Regions from separate parts of the Zea mays genome. Here regions 2 and 3 are each linked to region 1. The links are chromatin contacts, called in public Hi-C maps. All regions are on one chromosome and are shown on one strand. The core of a region is the stretch at or near the end of the contact, and the rest is flanking DNA. Distances in the headings are between cores, read along the strand shown.

Region 1 (4,094 bases), core at 535-3,034:
GGAAAATAGTGGTAAAGGGGTGAGGGGGCACTGTGTTGGTATTCGTCTGTATAGAACAGTAGAAGTACGCCCTGGCAGCAGCGTCCGCTCAGGCTCAGCTACTGAGCGCAACAACGACGCTAGCTGTGTGTGTCTCTCTCTCTCTCGCACACACACATACACAGACGGTCTGATGGACGTGGTGATGTTACTGTGCTGGCGGGCGGCGGCCGGCAAAACAGAGTCGGCGTACAGTAAAAGAAGCGCATTACAGTTACTATTACTGCTACGCTACGCTAATGCTGCCATCCCCTGAGGCCTGAGCGCCGCGCGGCAGCAGCAGCAGCAGCTACACGCCTACTACACTACACACCACAGCGTGCAGCGGCAGCAGACAACGCTGGTCGACGATCTGCCCGCCGCGGCGCAGTGGTATAGACGTATAGTATTGCGGGGGTGGAGCCTGGAGGCGATAAAAAAGCCCAGTTCTCAATGGCCTCCTCCCCCTCGTCGTCTCATGCGGCGCACCGTTGCTCCAGCCAGTTGCTCCGTCCGGACGGTGGGGATGGATTGATGGATCGTGCGGGCAGAGCCAAGTCCAGGCTTCATTTATGTGCACGGGGACAAAAAGGCCCTGCGCTGCACGCTGCGCCGTAGTCTGTTCATCGCGTACTGGTACTAGTACTACTACCCTATATACGTAGCGCGCACAGGCAGCCCTGCCGGTGCCGCTAGCTAGGCCGGCAAGGGTGACACTACTACTACTCTCTCGCCTGTAGCAATACATGGCTCGCAGTAAGTACCGGTGCAGCAGCAGCAGATTGGAGCAGCTCTCTACTGAGAACCAAATAACCCCTATGCTACGGTGAAGAAAAGAGAGCCGATTTGCGCTTGCTAATCACTGGCGGGAGACCTGGAGTGCTATGCTATCTCAGCCAGGGTTTTGCTAGGGTAGGCGGGCAGCAGGCCCAGGCCAGGCCACACACCATGTGTGCGTGCTTCGAATGGATCGAAATCCAAATCCTTCTCGTCTTGCCACGCCCCGGCCGGGCTCTTGACCGGTGGGCAACTTGGAGAGCTCGCGGTCGATAGTTCTGCCAGCTTTCGAGTCGTTTTTGAGCTCCTGCCCTGGCTTTATATATGTTGTCAGCGGTCGCGTCTCCTGCACCAAAAGTGTCAGAGAATACTGCACAGGGCGCGCGGACACCCTTACCCAACTACCCAAGTGCTTCAATTCGTTCGGCCCAGCCCAACCAGCCCTCTGTGGCCAATGCAAACATGATGGAGCCACAAACAGTGAGTAAAAAAAAACTATACATCTACAAAACAGCGGCGGCACACGAATAACAAACATATCGTGAACACCCATGATAAAAAAAAAAGTAGTAAGTAACAAACAGCGGCGGCACACGAATCCGTCTAGTCAGTAGTCACGTCTGCTGGTATGCCGACCGCACTGTAGGCTCCTCCTCCTCCCTACGTGCAGCAGGATGACGCACCGGCACGGCCACGGGTTCCCACAGTGCTCACTACTGTGCCATGGTGGCTCGAGATTGATGGCAAGAATATCCTTGGATTTTTTTCCCCTTCTATAAACAGGAGATTGCGCAGTGCTACTATGCATAGCCAGCGTGGTGGTGAGCAGTGGGCAGGGCACACAGCCACACACGCACGCACACGGGGTTTGGCGGGCGGGCGGGCGGGTGCACGAGCACGGCGTACCAAACAAACAGTTGGGGATTGGACGCGACGCGACGCGACCTGCCCAACTCGGAACGCGGACCGATCCATGCTCGCGTTCGTGGCTTCCTGCCGCCTCTGCTCCCTTGCCCATGCCGCCATGCGGCTAGGGCTAGCACACCGGCACCGCACAGCATGTTAGGTTTGTAGTTGGACTGTCACTGTGAAAAAAGTTGCTGTGGCTATGAGCTGTGAAAAAAGTTACTGTAAGCTGTGAACTGCTAAAAAACTAAAAATCGTTTAGTGGAAACCACTAAAAGTCGCTAAAAATTCTTCCATATATATTTTCACAGTTCCACCTAAAAGCTGCAAAAAGTAGGTTTAGAGGTGGTTTCAGTTTTGCACTATAAGAAAGTCGGCTTTTAGAAAAAACTGTTTTCCAGATTCAGCCATTTAGTTTGAATTTTGGTTTTTAGGGGTCAAAAGCCAAATCAAACACATCCTAAACCCTGTTGCCGTTATCGGGCCGTGACTTCTACGGTGCAATGCAAGACGGGCCATGCATAAAATATCTGCAGGAGATCCAGCCCGGTCCATCAGAAGGAAGTGAGCGCGGCCGACGTAGACGCCGCCGCTTTCTTGCTGTTCCGGCCCGATTGTGCAGATGCGAAAGGAGGTTCCATTCAACCGAGGGCAGGAAAGGAGCCCATCCGTGGCCCGTGGTAGAATCTATCCATACAGGTTCTAAGTCTCACATAACCTAATTAAATAAAGGCAACGTATCCTGTGTAAAAGGTTCTCGTGTGTAAACATGCTAAAACGTCTTAACAACCTTTGGATCCAGAATCAAAGGCTAATCTTAATCCCACCTGATAATCTTGTGTTTTTTTCTAAAGAACCCCCTCCTGGTAATCTGGTGCGGTGGCGGTTAGGTGGGATTAAAATTAGCCTTTGATTCTGGATCCAAAGGTTGTTAAGGCGTTTTAGCATGTTTACACACGAGAACCTTTTACACAGGATACGTTGCCTTAAATAAATTTCATCGTAAGAAATTTAACTAGTTAAACTAGACTCAGACTACACAGGTTTTATATAATGTTATGAAAAAAATTAAAAAATCTCCATTAACAATAATGTGAGGTCATCTATATAGGCGGATATATAAAATAGCTAACCTACTAAAGATGCTCTAACTCATGTCCAGATGCTATTATTCCATGTAGATTACTACCTCCATTCATAAATATTGTTATCGTTGATTTTTTTTCTCGAAAACTTTGATGCAATTCCTATGTTGCATTTTTTATCTTACTCGGCTACTCAATATCTAGACCTATCTGATGCAATTCTCGCGGTGGCTCCACCAGGGTCTCTCAAAATGGAGCGGACGCGCCAAAGGCTCATGCGAGGAGCTCTTCTAGCCCACTCGAGCGAGAGAAATAAACTTTCTTTCTTGTGCTCCATACTATGATATTCGTGACAATTAAAATTTATTAGGTTTGACGATATTGTATAAAATAGTACAAATATTTATAGCTTCAAATAAATTTATTTTAAAAATATACTTAATAATTAACTTATGTACGAACGCATGGTTGATATATGCCCATATGTGTCAATTGGTGATGGAGATTGTCACAAGATGATCGAGCTCTAGTTGAGTTTGGAGATTAACCATGTCGTGAGGTGATGTTGTGTAGTGTGTCTCTTGGTTCAGTTGGTGTGTAAGTGTGGAACACAGTGTTAATCGATAAAATGGTGAAAGTCAAGAGGGTTTATGCTAATGTACTGGAAGTGGTAAAGGACATACGATGTAACACCCTATTCTTTATTCTAAAAATTTTAATTAATTGATCAGATTTGTAGAATCCAAACCAAAAAAATTGTAACATATAAACATTGTATTGTTGCATTTATGTTGTTACATGGTTTCAGCGTGTACTTATAAGTATGCTTAGCCTTGATTTATCCAGTCAAACAGGAGATTAATGATTATATGCTCAGAGATAATCATGATTAGAATGCAATGGATCTTTAGGGAAAATTCCATTAGCATGGGTCTATATATTCAAAGGGGCACACGTGCTAGGTTGAAGAGACGTCTTACAATCTAATTGTCATTGTCTCTCTCTCTCTCTGATTCTGAGAGCCTAAGCCATCGTTGCATTCCATCTTGTTGCATGCATGGTGCTAACATAACGACGTCGCAATGTTTCATCCCCATACATGTGGATATCCTAGAGACACCGATCTAGTGTTGATTGATAACGAAAGTGAGGAGCACGAGTGAACATGTCATTGTTGCTAGTACGCAAGCATATATAACTACTTTCACTAGATTATAGTGCTCTTTCCCGCTACGTTACATATCTAGCGTGGTAGCGATCCATAATCCTCTACCCATATGTTATTTTAGTTGAACGTGCTAGGTATGA
Region 2 (4,094 bases), core at 692-3,191, 380 kb before region 1:
ATCTATACCTACCTGCCTGCCGCAGAATCTAATGCATGCAACGAAGCACGGCATCGCAATCGATCGGCGCAAGTTGGCGACGCAGATCAAACTGTTTGCTGATGCTGGGATCTGTTGAATGGCTAGTACTATGGTCACTCGCACGACATGAATTCACAACGAACAGTTAATGTTATCTATCCATCATTTTTATGTGTATGATGATTCAGAAGAGATCATCGATCCACCTCAATTACAGTACAGTAATTGATGATGAGTAGTGCTTGGCAATGCCGTCGACAGTATGTGCTGCTAGCTAGGGTGTCCTCCTATCCTATACGTAGTTCTTCAGGCCGGCCCCGGGTTTTACGAAGTGCGGCGTTGTCGCAGGAGACACGCATGGCATGGGAGAGCCCGTCCGGACCGGGCCGGGGCCCGACCCCCCTCAATATAGGAGCATGCAATGCAATAGGGCGGTCGGGTCGGAGACAGACACCGATGCGCTGCCACCCTGCCCTGCCGCTAGTACGTAGTATAGGGCGTACCATGTGTTGTATTTGCATGCATGTCGCCCGGCGGCCGGGGACCGAACATATACGAGGTTGCCGAGACACACACAGGCAGCCTCCGACAAACGCCTCTGGCGGCGCCCAAGCCACCGTAGCCGCGTGCCGCTCACGCGACCGCCATGCCGCATGCACCCCCATCTCTGCATGCCATTGCCATCTCACCCCCTCCCTGCATGGCTGCATGGCTGCCGCCGCCGTGCGCGTCCACGCCTAGCTAGCCGCTACAGTTCCGGCCACTATTGATGCTAGTAGGCTATGTTCCAGACTTCCAGGGCTCCTGCCCATCCAGTGACGCAAAGCTAGCTAGCTACATTCCATTCGAATTTCCATGCAGTTCAAAGCCACAAAACAAATGACGCCTCAATCTACACGATGTGCTGCCTTATATACTCCGTATCGTATACAAAAAATTAAAGGAAAATGGCACCTCTGCATGCTACGATCATACTAAGAATTAGAAAAAGAGACAGAGTAAATATAATCCAAAGGCGTGGTTGCATCAATGTGAACTATCTAACAACCCTGCCTAGTTGTTCACTCGCTAACCTACAGTACATGTGCATATGCTTTGTTCACCTAGCTCAGCACATAGCGCCAATGTGCTGAACGCAAGACTACAAAAACTACCGGTGCGGATCGAGCAAATAAAACTTGACAGTCCACACAGCCGAGCCGACAGCCCAGTAGATAGCTTCCTCTCCGCCCATGTCGTGGCGTGGTTGCAGCTTTCTCAACGTACTAGCTTTAGCTACAGCGCGCTTAACAGAGCGGTAAAACACACGCTCTGATCACCTAGCTCAGCACCTGCCTGCCCCTTCCCAAGTGTCCAGCTCTCCATGGCGTGGCATGCATGTCACCGTGCGCAGGCGGTGGATCTCGGATCGGAGCGGCCGAGACGAGGTCGAGCGCGCGATCGAGCTCTCTGGCGGCGACTCACTCACTCACTCCATTGTCACTTTGGACACACGGCGGGTCCGCGTCGTCGTCCAACCCGAAAACGATAGCGCCGCCAGAAATGGCGCGGCAAGACTTTGCCCGATATAGCTACTGTTTGCCGGCCACTTCGGACGGAGCAGCCGCCGGCAGGCCACAGTGCAAAAAACGATACGCATCGCATGCAGCCCCCGGGCTCATCAGCAGGTCATCTGGCCTGGCCGCCTGGCCTGGCCACTCGTCCAATTTTTTTTGTTGGCATGCACAACTGTGGCTGTGCGAATGCCGCTCGCCTGCAGCTGCTTGCATGCATGATGCGCGCACAGCTGCATCTGCATCTGCATCCATCACAAGCGTGAGCGCGCGCACGCACTGGGCGCAGTGCCGATGCCACCCAGCACCAGCAGCTCGCTTGCTGCTGCTCCTCCTGCCGTCCTGCGCGGTGCCCCCTGCCATGCTGCGAGGGACGGGGGGCCACTTCGGTCTGGCCCACCGGTACCCACTTCAGTTGTGTCATCGACCTCGCCTAGTCTTCTCAACCTGTCTGCGGAAAAGCAACCGCTAGCGCCTGGCCAAAAGATATCATAATCAATTAATGGACCGGATCTTTTCTGCTCCCAGAACGGCCCAAATGATTACGCATAATCCGGATGACTGTTTTGCTTTGGGAATTACCGACAGCCGATGCGCAGCGCAGCCGCAGACAGCAGGTTCCTTCTTTCTTTCGCCCGGAAAACAAAAATCAATGTTCAGAGACGGAACTTTATATAACCGCACTATATCATTGATGTCTCCACTTTACTTCCAGTGAAGCGAGTGAAAAAAGACGCCTCGACATTTTATGTGATGTGTTATAGTGAGGCATGCAACATAAGGTATCATACTTTCTCCGATACTCCGAAAGAAGGATGGAACCATAAATTTAAGATATCACATTATTTTATGTGATGTGTTATATAGTGATTCAAAAAAAAAGAATGCAATCAGCACACAAATTTTATTAGATTGATTGTAAATTATTTTTATAATAAATTGATTGAAAGCATAAATGTAAATATATGACTAAAAAGTTGGTTAGATGTAAATGATTTTAATTGAAACACAACCTATATGTTGGGATATGGACGATATCTGGGCATACCGGTCAGCGAGCACACGGACGAACCCCGCGACATCGAGCCTGGGGTCGGGCGTGGTGGAACCGGACACGGGGCCGAACGAGCCAAAGTCAAACCACTCTAGGCCCAAGACTGACCCATCATAAATGTTCGGCCGCATTTACTGTGTCTAGCGCCGAGCCACAGTGGAGGCTCTGGTCTGCCTCCCACTCATGACCTATGAACCCCTCAGGCCTAGAGCACTCATGACCTACGAGCCCTTGGACTGCAACACATTTATGGCTCGTGCATCCCCTGCTAGCGGCACACTCATATCCTATCGGGAGTAGGCCTGAGTGCGCAGGGCGCTAGCTGGACGCAACATGACGAAACGCACTGAGCCCCAGGCTATGACGGCCAGGGGTCGACATAACCCTAATGATGATGCTCGGGTCCCACGATGCCCGCACCGTCCACAATAAAGAATACGAGACAACCATGTGACCGCAAGCACGCGTGACTTTACCCTGTGGTAGGACGCTTTGTTTTGTCCATTACTAGGTGGCTCCTTCCTAAGGAAGCCACCGCTGGCTGACCCCCTCCTTAGCCTATAAAGGGAGGAGGTCGGCCGTCGGACATGAGAGAGTTCTCTGGGACAGAGGACGCACGCAAAGATCCCAGATGAGACGACACCCATAAGGACTAACGAACAGGAGGAGGACCTAGAGGCCAGAGCCCCACCGCCAAGCTAAGACTTAGCTAGGACTCCACTTTGTAACCACCTCCACCAAGAATAATACACTTGAGAGCCTCTCCTCGCTATCTTGCCTGCTTGTAACTCATACTACGAGCTTTGATCATCAATGGTGTCGGTAGCGCAAGCTGCCGATGACTGGATTTAGTGATGTTTTGCCCGAACGGGTATAAATCTTGCGCCCACCTTCCGGAGTCAAGAACACACACAATAAATTTACTTGTCGGTGCGAGGTTCGAAACACCGACAGCTGGCACACCAAGTAGGGGACTTGCTCGTTCCCGACGAAGCTTTTCAAGCTCCAGATGGCCAACCGTGAAGCCAATCATCTTCCCCAAACAACGATCCATTTTGGGAGCCTCGACTTCTCCTTCAACTGCGAAGGCAAAACGGCCAGGGCCCTAGAAGCCCGACCTCCTCCGTCGAGGAACCTCAGCACGACTGCGACGGCCGACGGTGGCCCTCGCAACGACTACACCCCAGTGTAACCATCCGACTCAGGAACCTCGATTTCATCATCAACCAGGAGAGTGATATGGTTAAAGCAGTGCCCACCTGGCCTCCTTCGCCCGAGAGCCCCGACGTGGTCTCGGAGGCCCTGGGTGCCCTCAGCCTCGCCCCGCACGCAGCATGAGAGGCGTAGGTTGGCCTCACCCTTCGAGGTTAGAGAAATAAGACGACATATCGTGATCCATATGGGACAAAATCCTTCATATGACGACCTGGCGACTTTCTTCACGTCCTAGGCAGAGTTTTCCGCGT
Region 3 (4,094 bases), core at 1,177-3,676, 290 kb before region 1:
AACGGGCCCCGCGCGGATAAGCGTATTACGGGCCGCGCCTGTAATAGCCTTTTCTGTAATGACAGTCTGTAACCTTCTCTCATGAGAATATTATGGGGATAGACCGGGTACTCGAGGGCATAAACGTCTTTGACAAGGGACGGGTAGTCACTCGAGTGCCTATAAATACCCCCGTACAGTGCCCTTGAGAGGCCAGATTAATTGAGCTATTGCCATCCCACGTCAAAATTTGCAAACACTCTTTCCACTTTCCCGTTGGATCAATTTGCCCAGGAGAGCAAGTTCCAACAGGCGTAACAACACCCTCCCCTTTCCCCGTGCATGGACCTATAACCCGGGCTCCTCTCGCCCAACCATCCATCTTAATCGCTAAGCGTCACATAAACCCTGTTATCATCATGAGCGAGAGTGGAGGCAGAGAACCGGTGCTCGTCGTCGTAAACCGACCGACGACTTGTCGTTGCGCGACATTGAGCGCATAGCTAGGGAGCATCTCAGGGGTACTCGAAGTTGATCACGGTCGTTGGGGCTTGAGGGGAGTACCGAGGAGACCAAGAATCCTTCATCGGAGTAAGGCGAGCTCGACCGACCGCGTCGTGCCGTGGACCAGCGGCCTCACCACTTCAGTGTCGGTAAGAATTCCCGCATCGCGAGCATCTCGTTCCCACCACCATTATTGTCGAGTTTTGGCTCGGGTTGGGGCGTAGGGCACTCAAGATTTCTCACCGGAGTTGGGTTGTGCAGCGGCGCAATTACTTGTCGTGGTCGGGTGTGGGTACGCTATTCGGTGTCGTGTGTGGTCATGAATGAAGTTGGACATGTGAGGGCAGGGCATAGAGCCGATAGTCCCTCTAGTGCAACTTTGATGCCCAGGTCGGTTGCCGCCGGCGTGATCGCCGCTAGGGGGCCATTGGGCGTCGCCGCTTTGGGTGACCAAGCGAGGAAGACGTACAGTTATCGTCCGATATTGATTAAATGGCTCGGATTAGAAGAGGGTACCGGTTCAGTCCGGGGCTATTTCGGTCATTGATCGACGAGTGTACGTGTAAGATTAAATTCCGGTATTACGAATCATGGATGTCGATCTGTGATCGTAGGGCCTATATTGCGTACCGATTCGGGAGAGGGCAAGTTTAATCCTGACCTCTGGCTGATGATCCGACGGCTAGAAATTTCCCATACCGCTTTGTCTAGTACAATTTACTAAAGAGTCTCTGCCTATTTTAGAAATCAACCCGCAGTCCACCTAAAGCCTAAGAAGCTTGCCAGCGGGCCCAAGTTTTTGTAAGACTAACCCTGTGCTCTTAGACAATCGTACCTGTGGTCTAGGAATTAATAAATAATCATATAATTTGTTCTAAAATTGATTTGCGAGTACAAACACAACTTTAAAACTTAGTTAATTCATAACTTGGGTGTTTTAACTCTGTTTGCTTCCGTTCCAATTGCGTTAGCTTTATAAGAATATTGGCTACACAGTAACAACATAATTTATACCTTATCACATATCTTTATATTTAGATATTGTATGACCTATATCTATTAGATTTATTGCGCTTGAAAATAGTGTTTTAATCTATAACTCTGTCATTGTAACTTCGATTTTAGTCGTTCTCGAACCTACGATCTCGTAGAAACACGTAGAACATTATTACGCAGTTGTTCTCATGTTTTATGTGATCTTAATTTCTCCTATGCACATTGCTTGTTTATATTGTTGCGAGTAGACGGGCAAGTGACCGAGGAGCCCGAAGCATAGCAGGTGAAAAATACTGAGTAGGAGCTCGTTGAAGGCAAGTTGTGCCCTTGATTACTCTTCTTTACCCAATAATGTTTCTGTAAAACATAACACCGTATCAATAGGCCGACTCAGACTCATTTCGACTCAGCTTGTTGTTTGAGCGAGCCACAAAAATAGGCTCGGCTCGGGCTCGATCAGGCTCCGATCCTATCAAGCTCGATTCAGCACGCGAGCCCTGACTTTTTTCCAGCCCTATTCGCAGTGCAGTTGAAAACTAATCGACTTTATTTGCAGCCGGTAAATATGGCACACCACCACACTAAAGATGTTTTTCGTTTGAGGTCAAAGTAGGATGAGGCGGAGATGACACCGTGCTCTCGATTTTTAGATCACACCGCCAAAAAAATTACTCTGACGCTTACACGTAAGTGACGTAACTATTATCAAACATTATAAAAACAGTGGGCACATTCTTCTATCACTCTTTATAAATATAAACTAAAACGGTCAATCAAACAAGGACCCACTGACCCGGTGCCCTGATCAGAGGTAGTGGGTGCATGGGGCCACTTCTCAGTTCTGACAGGTGTGCGTCCAGTGAGGCAGCCCTCTTTCTAGGTGGCCATCACCGAGGGGCTTCCTGCAGGTCGTACGGAGGCAGTCAACGGCGCGGACCGCCATGTCATTGGTGGCTGCTGTCCTACGTGGCTCGCACTGCTGTTGCCACCTCTTCTCTCCTCCCGCCATGCTCTGATGCTCCTGCCTTCTCTCTCCCACCTCCGCTTCGTAATTCGTGTTCGCAATCACCTCTCTCCTCTTTTATTGACCTCTGGAGTATTTTTAATTATTTCCTGCATGCCGCTCACAGTCGCCTCGTCCCGCACACGCATCACCCTTTTGCATGGCCGGAGCTCCCTTCTAACCGGGTAATAGCCTGCACCCTCGCTCTCCTCCATGCCAGCCAAGCTCGATCCTCTCTCTCTACAAGCACAGACACTGCCTCTCCACCGTTGGAACACACGTCGGGAGACGGGAGGTAGACGACAGTGCAGCAGTGCGGCCGTCCTGATGCGCGGGCCCTCCTTCACGCGGCTCCCGCCTGTCAGAGTCCACGTGCTGCGTGATCGCATGCATGCATGCGCGTTTGCTTTGCTTCTACTTGTAGTATCAGCACAGCTGGGCGATCGAGACGAGCTAGAGGGGAGAACTACGAGAAACAAGTTGGGAGACACGGATGGGATCTTCTGGTGGCTGCTTGTGGTCGGAGACTCTACCGTTGACACTGCGTTTGACCGTCGTGTCCCGGCGAAGCCTTGCCTCGCTCGTTCCGTCCGCTACCTCCTGTTCATCCTTTCTATCGATTCTCCATAGGTGTTCGTCATTTCTTGCAGCAGCTGGTAGCTGCACCTCTCTTGATTGGATCCTCCTTTCTCTCGATCACCCTTTCTCTTGTCTATGCACATTGGAAAGGTTATGCGCATTGTACTTTGCATTGCATCACCTGCCTCCCCCAATAATTATAATCTCTTCATCTCAAAATAAATACACATTTCACATGCTTGAAAAAGCTAACACATATAATTATATAAATAATTCTTGTAGTAACTCAATTTAAAAAAATTATAAACAATAATATTGTTTCTTATAAATTTAGTTAAATTTAAGATTGATTGATCTCTCAAAGTACGAGATGTACATTTAATTTTAGACAGAGGGAGCATGCTATTTTTTACTTAAAACTATAGAAAACATATTATTAATACTTGTATTATATTTATTATGAAAATATATTCTATCGAGTTATTTAACGATACATGTTACATAAAAGCATAACAGTATATTTTCTATATACTTCTGGCTTCCCATATTATTTGTGATTTTAGCTTTGACATGAGAACTCGGAACGATGAGTAAAAAAGTTCTAGAGCACAAGAAACTAAATCGAAAGAGATATTAGGAAAAACTATATTATGAGACGTGTTTCACATTCAGATTTCTAGAAAAAATGTTTCTCTCATGATTAAGAATCGTTTGGCTAGTTCGCTGGATTCTTGAAACTACGACAACTAGAATTACGAGAGGCCATATGAAATCTCTAAGTATGGTTTTGGTAATAGAAATAACTAGTAGACCAATTTTTGCTCTAGTGTTATGAATGAGATAGTTTAATATAAGGTTGAGCAAGATTGACAACCATGAAAATGATAATGATATCCACAAAGCATGATCAAGTGCTCAACAGGGAAATAGGATGGGTATAATCAAAATGCAAGGGTTCAAGTTAGGGCCTTTTTATTTTACCTATCAAGATGTAACAGAATGCTTATCAGATTCAGGTTAGATGGTCGCACTA

The links. A called contact is a pair of places that touch in the nucleus more often than the background predicts.
Region 2: a Hi-C map of ear shows a contact between it and region 1, with 3 times the contacts expected there. The contact joins two enhancer-like sites. A contact is called at or near these places in 12 of 25 Hi-C or Micro-C datasets (bundle sheath, ear, endosperm and 6 more) and 1 of 3 datasets of contacts at active chromatin or transcription factors (leaf).
Region 3: a contact with region 1 is called in a Hi-C map of ear, with 2.4 times the contacts expected there. The contact joins two enhancer-like sites. A contact is called at or near these places in 3 of 25 Hi-C or Micro-C datasets (ear, endosperm and tassel).

What each region holds. Positions count from the first base shown.
Region 1 is chr3:170,091,462-170,095,555 of Zm-B73-REFERENCE-NAM-5.0, forward strand. No RefSeq gene overlaps it. Among protein-coding and RNA genes, the nearest start is that of LOC100191670, 33 kb to the right of the region's middle. Within about 2 kb of position 1,785, at least 19 of the 20 cell types and tissues checked have an H3K27ac peak or open chromatin away from gene starts, as enhancers often do. A contact at or near this core is called in ear, endosperm, seedling and 1 more, where this site is marked.
Region 2 is chr3:169,707,105-169,711,198 of Zm-B73-REFERENCE-NAM-5.0, forward strand. No RefSeq gene overlaps it. Among protein-coding and RNA genes, the nearest start is that of LOC100191305, 46 kb to the left of the region's middle. Within about 2 kb of position 1,942, at least 11 of the 20 cell types and tissues checked have an H3K27ac peak or open chromatin away from gene starts, as enhancers often do. A contact at or near this core is called in ear, endosperm, seedling and 1 more, where this site is marked.
Region 3 is chr3:169,797,900-169,801,993 of Zm-B73-REFERENCE-NAM-5.0, forward strand. No RefSeq gene overlaps it. Among protein-coding and RNA genes, the nearest start is that of LOC541683, 72 kb to the right of the region's middle. Within about 2 kb of position 2,427, at least 14 of the 20 cell types and tissues checked have an H3K27ac peak or open chromatin away from gene starts, as enhancers often do. A contact at or near this core is called in ear and tassel, where this site is marked.